Regions from separate parts of the Arabidopsis thaliana genome. Here region 2 is linked to region 1. A link is a contact called in public targeted proximity ligation data. All regions are on one chromosome and are shown on one strand. The core of a region is the stretch at or near the end of the contact, and the rest is flanking DNA. Distances in the headings are between cores, read along the strand shown. Region 1 holds the start of AT4G34500 (Protein kinase superfamily protein). Region 2 holds the start of AT4G34670 (Ribosomal protein S3Ae).

Region 1 (6,277 bases), core at 1,513-4,012:
AACCATTCCTTTGAACCAATCCACTAAGTTCATCTGCAAATGTTTCAACAAACAATTATTTGCGTATGGTCTTGGCAGGTAAAGGTTTTGTTACTTACAAACGTTTTCAATTACCTCGCCAGGCGGTCTTGAATAATCAACTGGGCTCCTTCCTGTAATGATCTCCATGAGCAGAACACCGAAACTGTAGACATCACTACACTCATTGAGCATACCAGTACTTGCATATTCCGGTGAAACATATCTGCAGAAAGTTAAAAAGGTGTAAGAAGATAAAATGTAAAGAAACAATATGAGCCTGATAACTGAAAGAAGAGAGGGTATCTATATATATACCCAAAAGTTCCCATCACACGAGTTGTCACGTAGCTTGTTTCAGATCCTAATAACTTGGCCAAACCAAAATCAGACACTTTCGCGTTCCATTTCTTATCGAGCAAGATGTTACTAGATTTCACATCACGGTGCACAACCTTAGGTTCAAGCCCTTCATGTAAATAGGCTAATCTGTTCATCAAAAGGCAGAGTTTCAAAGGCCAATCTTAGCTAAAATGCGAACTGAAAAGAAGAAGTAGAAAACAAAAGAAGTTGCACCCTTTTGCTGTTCCAATGGCTATCTTCATGCGGATATCCCACGTAAGAGGACTCACCGGACCTACATCACCGTGTAACCACTGCTCCAAGTTTCCATTATCAATATATTCATACACAAGCATCCTAATCAAGGAACAAAGAAAGAACTAACTGTTAGATTAATTCCAAATTAGAGTTTACTAATTCATTTGAGTTTGTTTGGATTAGCACCTTTGACTTTGAGCACTGTCAGCACAATATCCCATCAGACCAACCAAGTTCTTATGTCTTACTTTCCCAATTGCTTCTACTTCAACTTTGAACTCCTTCTCCGCCTGACCCCTGAATAGAATTATATTTTACCATCATTTAGCAGATTCATTTCTTATATCAAAATCTACAAAACTGTTTATAAAACAATAATATAAGAGTAAACAAGAAGAGAAAAAGTTTCATCCATGCCTCAGGACCAAAAAATTATTATATATATTTTTTTTTAAATGGCATCAAACTTCCAGTGGTTGTCCTGTAACCAACAACCTGACTCTGCTCAACCTAACAATGAATATAATAGATTTCTGTACCTAGATAAAAGATTTATTCATTTTCTTAACCATAAAATCAATCCATGGAGCTTTGGCTAATCAATCCCAAAGTCAGAACAAAGAAGTGACAATCCCACAAAGCAAACAGAGAAGATTCTTTGCAAGCTATTTGGTTCAATGATATCTCATGTTCCAGCAAGTTTTATACTAGTGAAGACCATCTCATCATCTAAAAAAGGTGACAAACTAAAACAAAAGAGATGATAGAGGTCAAAAGAAAAGGAAAAGATTAAAGAAAGCATTAATAGAGAATAAAGAACAAAGCACAACTAATTAATACTATTTCCTTTTGTTTTACTCTTTTAGCTTCACTACACCTACCTAAAAAAACAGCAATTATATAGTTCAATGGTCGGAAAAACATTTACTATATACTCTGAAATGTCTTTAAGTTACTAATTCAGGAGATAAAATGGTTACAGTTGGACCCTTATTCAATACAGAACTCAAGAATTTCATTGATATATTAAAGTCAATGCAGAGAAAGTGGTACTATCTAATTAAACACTTGTCGGAGAAATATAAAAAATCTAAGTTTCGCCATTTTCTTGGGTTTGAAAGCAACGAAGAAGACAACATTAAAAGCATTTTTAAAACCAAGTAGTAAGTACCAATGAAACCTTGACCCAAGAATTACGGAGTCCGTGAAACGAAGTAAATGAACATTTGTCAGAATGAGGCAATGATATATTTAATATACTACCCGATAAGATCCAAATTTCAAAAAACTTGAATTTTGCTCAAAATGATCTTAATCAAAATTAGTAATAATCATTAAAGACATTACTTGTTGTTAAGGAGATTCTTGACGGCGGCGACAGAACCGTCAGAGAAATCAGCTCTGTAAACGACACCGTACCCTCCTTCACCGATCATGTTATCATCAGAGAAGCCACGTGTCGCAATCTCCAGATCTTTCAAGCTGTACCATTTTCCCCATCCCATTGCCTCAGAAGTACCAACGTCACCGCTCGAAGCCACCGACAAAGTATCAAAACCACTTGTCGCTTCTTTGCTTGTGGCGGAGACAACAACAACAACTTCGTTTCCGATTTTACCCTTGGAATCGTCGGAGTTTATGAATTTGCCGACCGTCTTGATCTCCGAGATTTCTTTAGAGACGAGCGGGATCGAGCCGGAGCTGTGTTTAACGCGCATTCTACGAGCGCGTGAGACGCGATTCAAGCAGACGAAGAGGAAGATCAAGAGTGAGATCAAGAGTATGAAAACAGAACAAATCGCGATGACTAAGTAAAGGTTTAGTCCGAAAACGGAAGGTTTTGTTGTGGAGGACTTGTGAGAACCACCACCAGAGTCCGACATCGCGATCACGGAGTAGAGAAAGTCAAAACTACTTCTCTCAGACGGATTAGTTTGGTTTGCTGGAGATTGTTCCAAGAAAGAGAAACGTTAGGAGCAAACAAACAAAAGAGAAAAGACGATGATGACTGATGAGAGCTTTAACAAAAAAATAAAATGAGAGAGCTCAACGGGTAGAATTGTGAGACTTGAGAGAGTGTTTCCTATTTAAGGCATGCGATTAGTGTTTATTACGAGAATGCCACCGAACGAGTACATATTAATGTATAGTATGTTAATGATAGTCTAACTAAAATTTGGTTTTTATTGAAATAGAATTTTGTAAGAATAATGAGGATCTGTAATATAGCTGGATTTGCATTAAATCGTACGCCGTTGGTAATCGAAATTAGTTAAATAAATGTTTTAGCATATAATGTTGGTGCTTCCGACATGTTTATTGGACAATAATACCATATTTTTTCTTTGGGATCTTAAAAAAATTGAGGAAGAAAATAGTAAAATAGTCAAACTTAGGTTACATCATAATGGGCCAATTCTTTGAGTTGTGATTGATCTCCAAAGATATACATAGATTTACACAAGATCAAAAGAAAAACAATTGGGCCTAAACCCCAAGCCCATATCAACGTCCATTATCATTAAGATTCCTTTTTTTCTTGAAATTTGAAAATTTGAAATTCGATTCAAATCTACTCTCTCTGTTTTTTTCCCATAAAAATCTGAAAAACCAGAAGCTTCTTCATCACTTTTCCTCTTGATATCTTCCATTAGTTGGCCGATACACATGACGCCAAATACATCAATGGCGACTCTTCTCTGTTTTTTAGTTATATCAAACTCCCACCCAACCTGCAGAAGAAAAAATGGTGTCTATAAACACATCCCCTTACGATTTCTTCTCTATCTCTCTCACAGTATCTATATATACGCACACAAACCCAGATTCAGTTTCTCATCAGTATCATCAACAAAAATATCAAAGATTCTGCTTTAGAAACTGTCCATGGATGCTAATGGAGGACCTGTACAGATCCGGACCCAAAACTACGTCAAGCTTGGTTATCACTATCTGATCACTCACTTTTTTAAACTCATGTTCCTCCCTCTAATGGCTGTTTTGTTCATGAATGTCTCATTGTTAAGCCTAAACCATCTTCAGCTCTATTACAATTCCACCGGATTCATCTTCGTCATTACTCTCGCCATTGTCGGATCCATTGTCTTCTTCATGTCTCGACCTAGATCCATCTACCTTCTAGATTACTCTTGCTACCTCCCGCCTTCGAGTCAAAAAGTTAGCTACCAGAAATTCATGAACAACTCTAGTTTGATTCAAGATTTCAGCGAAACTTCTCTTGAGTTCCAGAGGAAGATCTTGATTCGCTCTGGTCTCGGTGAAGAGACTTATTTACCGGATTCTATTCACTCTATCCCTCCGCGTCCTACTATGGCTGCAGCGCGTGAAGAAGCGGAGCAGGTAATCTTCGGTGCACTCGACAATCTTTTCGAGAATACAAAAATCAATCCTAGGGAGATTGGTGTTCTTGTTGTGAATTGTAGTTTGTTTAACCCTACGCCTTCTTTATCCGCCATGATTGTTAACAAGTATAAGCTTAGAGGAAACATTAAGAGCTTTAACCTTGGAGGAATGGGATGTAGTGCTGGTGTTATCGCGGTAGATCTAGCTAGTGATATGTTACAAATCCATAGGAACACTTTTGCTCTTGTGGTTAGTACTGAGAACATCACTCAGAATTGGTATTTTGGTAACAAGAAAGCAATGTTGATCCCTAATTGCTTGTTTAGAGTTGGTGGTTCCGCGGTTCTGCTTTCGAACAAGCCTTTGGATCGAAAACGATCCAAGTATAAGCTTGTTCATACGGTCAGGACTCATAAAGGATCTGATGAGAACGCATTCAATTGTGTGTATCAAGAACAAGATGAGTGTTTGAAAACCGGAGTTTCTTTGTCTAAAGATCTTATGGCTATAGCTGGAGAAGCTTTAAAGACGAATATCACTTCTTTGGGTCCTCTGGTTCTTCCTATAAGCGAGCAGATTCTGTTCTTTGCGACTTTTGTTGCTAAGAGATTGTTCAATGACAAGAAGAAGAAGCCTTACATACCGGATTTCAAGCTTGCTTTAGATCATTTCTGTATTCACGCGGGAGGTAGAGCCGTGATTGATGAGCTAGAGAAGAGTTTAAAGCTTTCTCCAAAACATGTTGAGGCGTCTAGAATGACTTTGCATAGATTTGGAAACACTTCCTCTAGCTCTATATGGTATGAATTGGCTTACACGGAAGCTAAAGGAAGAATGAGGAAAGGAAACAGAGTTTGGCAGATTGCTTTTGGTAGCGGGTTTAAGTGTAACAGCGCGGTTTGGGTGGCTCTTCGCAATGTCGAGCCCTCGGTTAACAATCCTTGGGAACATTGCATCCATAGATATCCGGTTAAGATCGATCTTTGAACTCATAAAAACTAGTAGATTGGTTGGTTGGTTTCCATGTACCAGAAGGCTTACCCTATTAGTTGAAAGTTGAAACTTTGTTCCCTACTCAATTCCTAGTTGTGTAAATGTATGTATATGTAATGTGTATAAAACGTAGTACTTAAATGACTAGGAGTGGTTCTTGAGACCGATGAGAGATGGGAGCAGAACTAAAGATGATGACATAATTAAGAACGAATTTGAAAGGCTCTTAGGTTTGAATCCTATTCGAGAATGTTTTTGTCAAAGATAGTGGCGATTTTGAACCAAAGAAAACATTTAAAAAATCAGTATCCGGTTACGTTCATGCAAATAGAAAGTGGTCTAGGATCTGATTGTAATTTTAGACTTAAAGAGTCTCTTAAGATTCAATCCTGGCTGTGTACAAAACTACAAATAATATATTTTAGACTATTTGGCCTTAACTAAACTTCCACTCATTATTTACTGAGGTTAGAGAATAGACTTGCGAATAAACACATTCCCGAGAAATACTCATGATCCCATAATTAGTCAGAGGGTATGCCAATCAGATCTAAGAACACACATTCCCTCAAATTTTAATGCACATGTAATCATAGTTTAGCACAATTCAAAAATAATGTAGTATTAAAGACAGAAATTTGTAGACTTTTTTTTGGCGTTAAAAGAAGACTAAGTTTATACGTACATTTTATTTTAAGTGGAAAACCGAAATTTTCCATCGAAATATATGAATTTAGTATATATATTTCTGCAATGTACTATTTTGCTATTTTGGCAACTTTCAGTGGACTACTACTTTATTACAATGTGTATGGATGCATGAGTTTGAGTATACACATGTCTAAATGCATGCTTTGTAAAACGTAACGGACCACAAAAGAGGATCCATACAAATACATCTCATAGCTTCCTCCATTATTTTCCGACACAAACAGAGCAATGACGTCCGTTAACGTTAAGCTCCTTTACCGTTACGTCTTAACCAACTTTTTCAACCTCTGTTTGTTCCCGTTAACGGCGTTCCTCGCCGGAAAAGCCTCTCGGCTTACCATAAACGATCTCCACAACTTCCTTTCCTATCTCCAACACAACCTTATAACAGTAACTTTACTCTTTGCTTTCACTGTTTTCGGTTTGGTTCTCTACATCGTAACCCGACCCAATCCGGTTTATCTCGTTGACTACTCGTGTTACCTTCCACCACCGCATCTCAAAGTTAGTGTCTCTAAAGTCATGGATATTTTCTACCAAATAAGAAAAGCTGATACTTCTTCACGGAACGTGGCATGTGATGATCCGTCCT
Region 2 (6,277 bases), core at 1,275-3,774, 58 kb after region 1:
TTACTACCAATATAAACCAAAGTTTTAACTCTAAAAGGAAGGTATTAAAGACTGAAAAGCATACCTCTCCTAAGAAGTAACCCATGCTATCTGTTGACGTGTCATGCATCTGAGATGCAAACACTCCATTAGCTTCCTCATATGATGGAGGTGGCGGCATACTGTCTGCGCTTGAGGGAGTAGAGGGAGCTTCTATACGTTGCCTCTCAGATACCATCTGTAGGTTCAAGAATGTTCCATTTTGTCCTTAGTTGACTCATATAATGATGAACTGATTGTTCGACAAGAATACTATTATCACAGGAAACTGAAAGCTGTAAAACTAATGCACACCAACCTCTCCTTCGAGCTGATCAAGTATTTGGAGGACTCTTTGATGGTAGGCGCGTTCAGATTCAACCTGTGATCAGGAATGAAAAATACAGTTGTTACATATGGGTAAGTAAATCAAAGTTGACCTAGAAATGGATCTTGTAACCAATCGCACTACCATTGAAAGAAGTCGTTCAAGAGTCAATTTCTGTTGTTGATCTTCAACGGAAGCTAAAGCAGAAGCAGCTTCTTTCCCCAATATTGTCATATTTGATTTTAGGTCGTGAAGTTTTGCTTCAGCAGATTCCAGTTTCATCAAGATGTCAGGATTACCTTGAGACTCTCTCGCCTTTGCTTGGCGTCTGGCAACTTCTGTAGCCTGTTTGGATTAAAGCAGGCGCATAAGTAAAGTTCTATCATGCGAATAATAAAATGACTAGTTCTTGGAAGAGGAAAAAACCCATATTCTACTAACGGTAATTAAATAGCTTCATGGTATTATCTTTCACCGTACCTGAGCTTCAGCTTCTTGGCGCATTCTGTCATAGCGTTGAGCAAGATGTCTAGCATCCTCCAATGGAGCTCCCAAAACCATTGCCCGTAATGGCTCAGCAACCTAACAAATTCAGGATTGACATATGATTGTAGTAGCCAAACCGCAATAAAGAAAGAACCAAGTGAACACCATGACATTAATTGACTTTTAAAGAGTATGTAACAAATTATTCCAGATAAAAGAAATAGATCTTCCCACAAATGGCAGTCATTCCACTAACAATGGCAGGAAAGTAATTATTTGTGTAGTTATATTGCATGCAACAGATATGTGCTATTGCTTAACACTTTGATGGAAGATGAAAAAGACAAACCTGTGTACCAAGAGCCTTCAACATATTTCCACGTTCCTTCTCCATTTGTGCTCGAGCACGCCCATAGTTCAGTGCAGCCCGTGTTAATACGTTACCATTCGTACATGTATTCTCTGAACCATATTTCCTGCTATCCTCAGACAATTTCGTACCTGATGAAAAATGAGTGCAAAATGAAAGACAGGCCTGTGAGCCAATTCAAGTCTATAACAGACATAAAAAAATACAATAAGTTAAAACTCAAAGGGTCAAAAAAATCACCTATTTCAACTTGTTTTGACCCTGTAACTATATAACCTTCCACACCACGAACAATATCTCTTTGGTAATGCTGAAAACGAAGAACGAATGAGTCCAAAATCAATAGTAATCAAAACTTCAAACTAGTCAAAAGCTTAAGAAAAACAACCTTAGCAGCACGAGTGGATATGTAAAGCTTTTCTAGCTTCTGATGCTGATTGAGTTCTGCTTCATCAGCTAAACCAGAGCCATATCCCCCTCCTCCAAATTGCTTAAAGACAGCCTTAACCATTCCACAAAAACTAAGTCAGTGTACTAATTAACCTCAAACTCAAGAACACAAACACCCAATCTCATGGTAACTTGGAACATGTAGCACCAATATGTTAATCTATCACTACAACATCTTTCAAATCCCAGCTCACAAAACTGAAACGGATTCTCACATAAAAGTATCCTAAATTACCCTTTGACAAAAACTTCTCCAATTCTACAGAATTTTACCCAATCTCACATCGAATCAACGTATTAATCACACTCAGATCCAATTACTCATTAAGTCAAAAACCATCGATCCGAAAAAAAGCTAGCCCCTTTATCATCATCACATTATTGATTCATTCACCAGAAACCAACGACTCAACGGAATCACAAGAGAAGATAAAAACAAAATCTAGAAAAAAAGATACAGAATCGGGATCTAAGCAAATGGGCAAACCAAAAGTTAAGAACTTTAACCTGCTGCTGTCTCGCAACTTGTTCTCTCAACCTGCTAGCTTGTTTTCTAATTGCATCCATTCTTCACCAGATCAAGAGCTATTCACAAATCTTCTTCCTTCTCTCTTTCTCCTATTCTTCCACTTTACGAGTTCCCTCCGATTACTTGGAACAACTCAGAGAAGACAGAGATTCGAAATCGTCAAAAATGGCGTTGAGCTCAGAACAAATTTCTCTGCTTTCGAACACGAAGAAATCAAAGATAGACAAAGTCTCTGTTTCACCAAGAAGGTTAATATTGGGCTCTCTATAATAGCCCATTGGGCTTGAAAATAAAATCCAGTAAGCTATAAATTTATATCATCTCAAAATAACTAAAAAGACGCAAAACCCTAGACATATATAAATGAAAAGCCAGTGAATTAGGGCTTTCTCTCACTTGTTGAAGCCGCTTCTTCTTCTTCCTCACTGTAGCTCGTCGTCGCTACACCATCTAGAAGACCCTTAACCATGGCTGTCGGGTAAATCTCTCTTCGCATCTCTATATTCCTTGCTTGTTTCTCCAGTCTCTGTATTGGAATCTCTCATTTGATCATAGCTTCGAGTATATCATGTTCTGATTTAAGGTTTTTGTTTGATCATATAGGAAGAACAAGAGGATTTCAAAGGGTAGGAAAGGAGGAAAGAAGAAGGCGTAAGTAACCTATGTCCTGAATAAAATTCTCAGATTTCTAATTGTAATCTGTATATAGTGTTCGTGATTGAATTGTTATGGATGGTGCAGTGTTGATCCCTTCTCCAAGAAGGATTGGTATGACGTGAAGGCTCCTGGTTCTTTCACGAACAGGAATGTTGGGAAGACTCTTGTTTCCAGGACTCAGGGTACCAAGGTAATGTCTTATGTCTTTCTATTACTATACTGGAGAAAGGTTAGAGCTTTCTAGGTTTTGAGTCTATAGTTATCTCATGGCATAGGTCATTTGCTGAATGTGAGGTGTAGAGATGGGCATTTGCTCTTGGTGGCTTTCATTATTGAAGTAATAGGAATTGCATTTGTGATAGAAAAGAGCGTGTTCCTCTTCGACAAATCTGACTTTGTTATCTGGGCTATCTCTTAATTTAAACAGATTGCCTCTGAGGGACTGAAACACAGGGTGTTTGAGGTTTCTCTTGCTGATCTACAAAATGATGAGGATAATGCCTACAGGAAGATCCGTCTTAGAGCTGAAGATGTTCAGGGAAGGAATGTGTTGACCCAGTTCTGGGTAAGATAAAGACCACTCCTTTACTGGCATATTGATACAGAGTGCGGTTTTTAATCTGTGATCTCTGTAGGGTATGGATTTCACAACCGACAAGCTAAGGTCATTGGTGAAGAAGTGGCAGACTTTGATTGAAGCCCATGTCGATGTGAAAACCACAGACGGCTACACCTTGAGGATGTTCTGCATCGCCTTCACAAAGAGACGTGCTAACCAAGTGAAGCGTACCTGTTACGCTCAATCCAGCCAAATCCGTCAGGTTACAACATTATCATACCATGTGCTTACTATTTGGCTTTCTGTAAACAGAAGATTAACATTTTCCTTGTAAATGTTTCTTGATTCTTGTAGATCCGCAGAAAGATGAGTGAGATTATGGTGAAGGAGGCTTCATCTTGTGACCTCAAGGAGCTAGTGGCCAAGTTCATCCCAGAGGCCATTGGAAGAGAGATTGAGAAGGCAACACAGGGCATCTACCCGTTGCAGAATGTGTTCATCCGTAAAGTGAAGATCCTAAAGGCTCCCAAGTTTGACCTTGGAAAGCTCATGGAGGTAGATTGAAGTCACATTAATTTCATCATTGATGCACTAGTCTTGGTTCCAAGGATGTAATGAAATCTAACTCTTTTTGTTTTGGTTTATCTTTAGGTGCATGGAGATTACACAGCAGAGGATGTTGGTGTGAAGGTAGACAGGCCAGCTGATGAGACAATGGTTGAGGAGCCAACAGAAATCATCGGAGCTTAGGGGATTATAGATTTGTTTGTTTTTTCGCTGGCAAAAAAAAAAAAGAACCTAATGTTATGTCGCCATTGGTGTGACTGGTTTTGGACTCGTTTTTGATGGATGATCTTTATTGTTTATCATGTTTTACCTTTTTTATTATATGTCTTAGTTCTTCACTTCTTCTTTTCATTTTTGGAATCTGGATTTGCTCTCTCTTCAAATATTTAAATGGACAAGATTAGGATTTACATCAAAGTCAAACTGTAAAAAGGTTAAAACTTTTGAGAAGAAGTAATCGAAATAAAATAAAATAATTTGCACTACCCCGATTTACCTCTTCAATTATTCGACAAACTAGCAATTTCCGCATCTCTTACACAATTCTTTTTGTATAATTTGAGTTATATAATTTGTTGATTCGAATAATGATCAGTTGTTACTTATTAGGTCCTGGTAAGACATTGAGATTTTGTTACATTTTATTCTGACTATGGTCCGTGATGAATGATTACGTATTCAAATGGATTATGCTTTTGTTAAAACGCAATGATTATGTTCTGTGTTAACTTTTTTTTTCGTCTCTCGTTTTCGTTTTGTCTTATTTTTATGTGAAAGAAAAAATCATTTGGATACATATCTTTTTTTTCCTCATTTATTTTACTTAGTGATAATATAGCAACTAAATTTCTAATATGCGATTTGATGTCATTGATTCGAACAATACATTTGCATCACAATGATAGATTGGATTTTAGGTAAATCTATTGAAGTTTTTAATGTTTTATTAGGTAAAACTTTATAATAGGTTAGATATTATTCTACATTTTTTTGCCTAGAGATATTGCGAATACAAGAATCATTAACTCAAAAACCACTTGCATTGATTACAGGACTTGAAACTCTCTCCCATTTTCTTGACGTCAAAAATGATAAAAACTACTCCATGTTTTATAAAAGATAAGAAAAGGGAAAGAGTGATGATGATGATGCGTCGTGAATCGACGAATAAGAGGAAAATGTGACACGTTCTCTTTTCCCCCATTACGCTCTCGTCACTCCTCACCAGCCTGCTCCCTTTTCAAACTTTTCTGTTTTCCCCCTAATTTTACGAAAATCAAAATAAGTTAAAATGGAATATATACCAACTTTCAAAATAAAAAATCTTCAAAACATATCAATGTGTATATAGCGACACGAGTATAAAGTCCCACACACACAATAAACTAAGGTTGGCAGAAAAAAATATACCACCAAACTAAGTGATCGTAACTACTCTTTCGAAAAAACCAAACCCTAATCTTGTTTTAAGACTAAGACCAATTATACTAAAAAGGAAAGATTTCATAATTGGAAGGAAAGTAGTATACTTTGATAGTTATTAAAAATAAAAATAAAATGTTCAAAAGATTTGGCTATAGTGGTTGCTTTGGTGAACTCCACTCCAACGGTGGTTTGCACCATCTCCATTCCCATCACTACCAAAAACCCACACTTCTTTTTTTTTTTCTTTCTTTGCGTAATGTGGGTTAAAAGGAACTTTATTTATGCTCTTGTTTTTGGGTGTTTGAATCGAATTTGAAATCAACATTTGTTTTTATTTTATTTTATTTATAAAAAATTTGTGTGTTTGGAAAGTTGTAAAAGGTTCAAGGGGTTTCGGTAGAGATAATCTTAATTTGGTTTTTAACACATCGACTTAATCCAAATTGACATCTCTAATAGGATTCAGATATTATTATATCTATCCTGTAATTTTCCATAAAATGTAATCAATATGAGATTTGGTATTAGGGTATGAACTTAATGTATCTTATCGGAAAAATGTTTTCTCCTTTGGGTTACCTAATCTCATATCTAATGCCAAAAATAGCATAACATAGAAGATTGGCTAGATCATATGTGGACATCACCGACTGCATGGCAATGTTTGTTTTATAATCGCGTAATACTTGTTTGTCATTTGCCAGTTCTCATAACAAATGCGAAAATAATCTTATATATCCTTGGTAATGCATGTAAAAATTAATTTTGCTTCATGAATTATTTTATATTCTTAAATTCATGACTGAATGAAATTTCTTATCTATATTCAGACGCAGTATATGGGACATCTAACTCAATTTTAAGATTCTAGATTGGATGATTTTATGT

What was found.
Region 2: a contact with region 1 is called in a targeted proximity ligation map of shoot, with 10 read pairs. A contact is called at or near these places in 9 of 26 Hi-C or Micro-C datasets (callus, leaf, root and 4 more), 1 of 2 datasets of targeted methods (shoot) and 1 of 3 other capture datasets (shoot).

Annotation. Positions count from the first base shown.
Region 1 is chr4:16,488,292-16,494,568 of TAIR10.1, forward strand. It overlaps AT4G34500 (Protein kinase superfamily protein), which reads right to left and starts at 2,763. Exons shown (of 7, transcript NM_119615.5): 1 at 1,966-2,763; 2 at 805-915; 3 at 595-717; 4 at 337-507; 5 at 115-244; 6 at 1-33. The coding sequence starts at 2,501. KCS17 (3-ketoacyl-CoA synthase 17) reads left to right here and starts at 3,401. Exons shown (of 1, transcript NM_119616.3): 1 at 3,401-5,471. The coding sequence starts at 3,505. The coding sequence ends at 4,968. KCS18 (3-ketoacyl-CoA synthase 18) reads left to right here and starts at 5,914. Exons shown (of 1, transcript NM_119617.2): 1 at 5,914-6,277. The coding sequence starts at 5,914.
Region 2 is chr4:16,546,076-16,552,352 of TAIR10.1, forward strand. AT4G34670 (Ribosomal protein S3Ae) reads left to right here and starts at 2,525. Exons shown (of 7, transcript NM_119633.4): 1 at 2,525-2,659; 2 at 2,785-2,832; 3 at 2,923-3,028; 4 at 3,266-3,403; 5 at 3,474-3,659; 6 at 3,752-3,952; 7 at 4,049-4,474. The coding sequence starts at 2,649. The coding sequence ends at 4,147. AT4G34660 (SH3 domain-containing protein) reads right to left here and starts at 2,419. Exons shown (of 10, transcript NM_119632.4): 1 at 2,160-2,419; 2 at 1,591-1,704; 3 at 1,443-1,512; 4 at 1,182-1,333; 5 at 827-928; 6 at 491-691; 7 at 338-400; 8 at 65-217. The coding sequence starts at 2,219.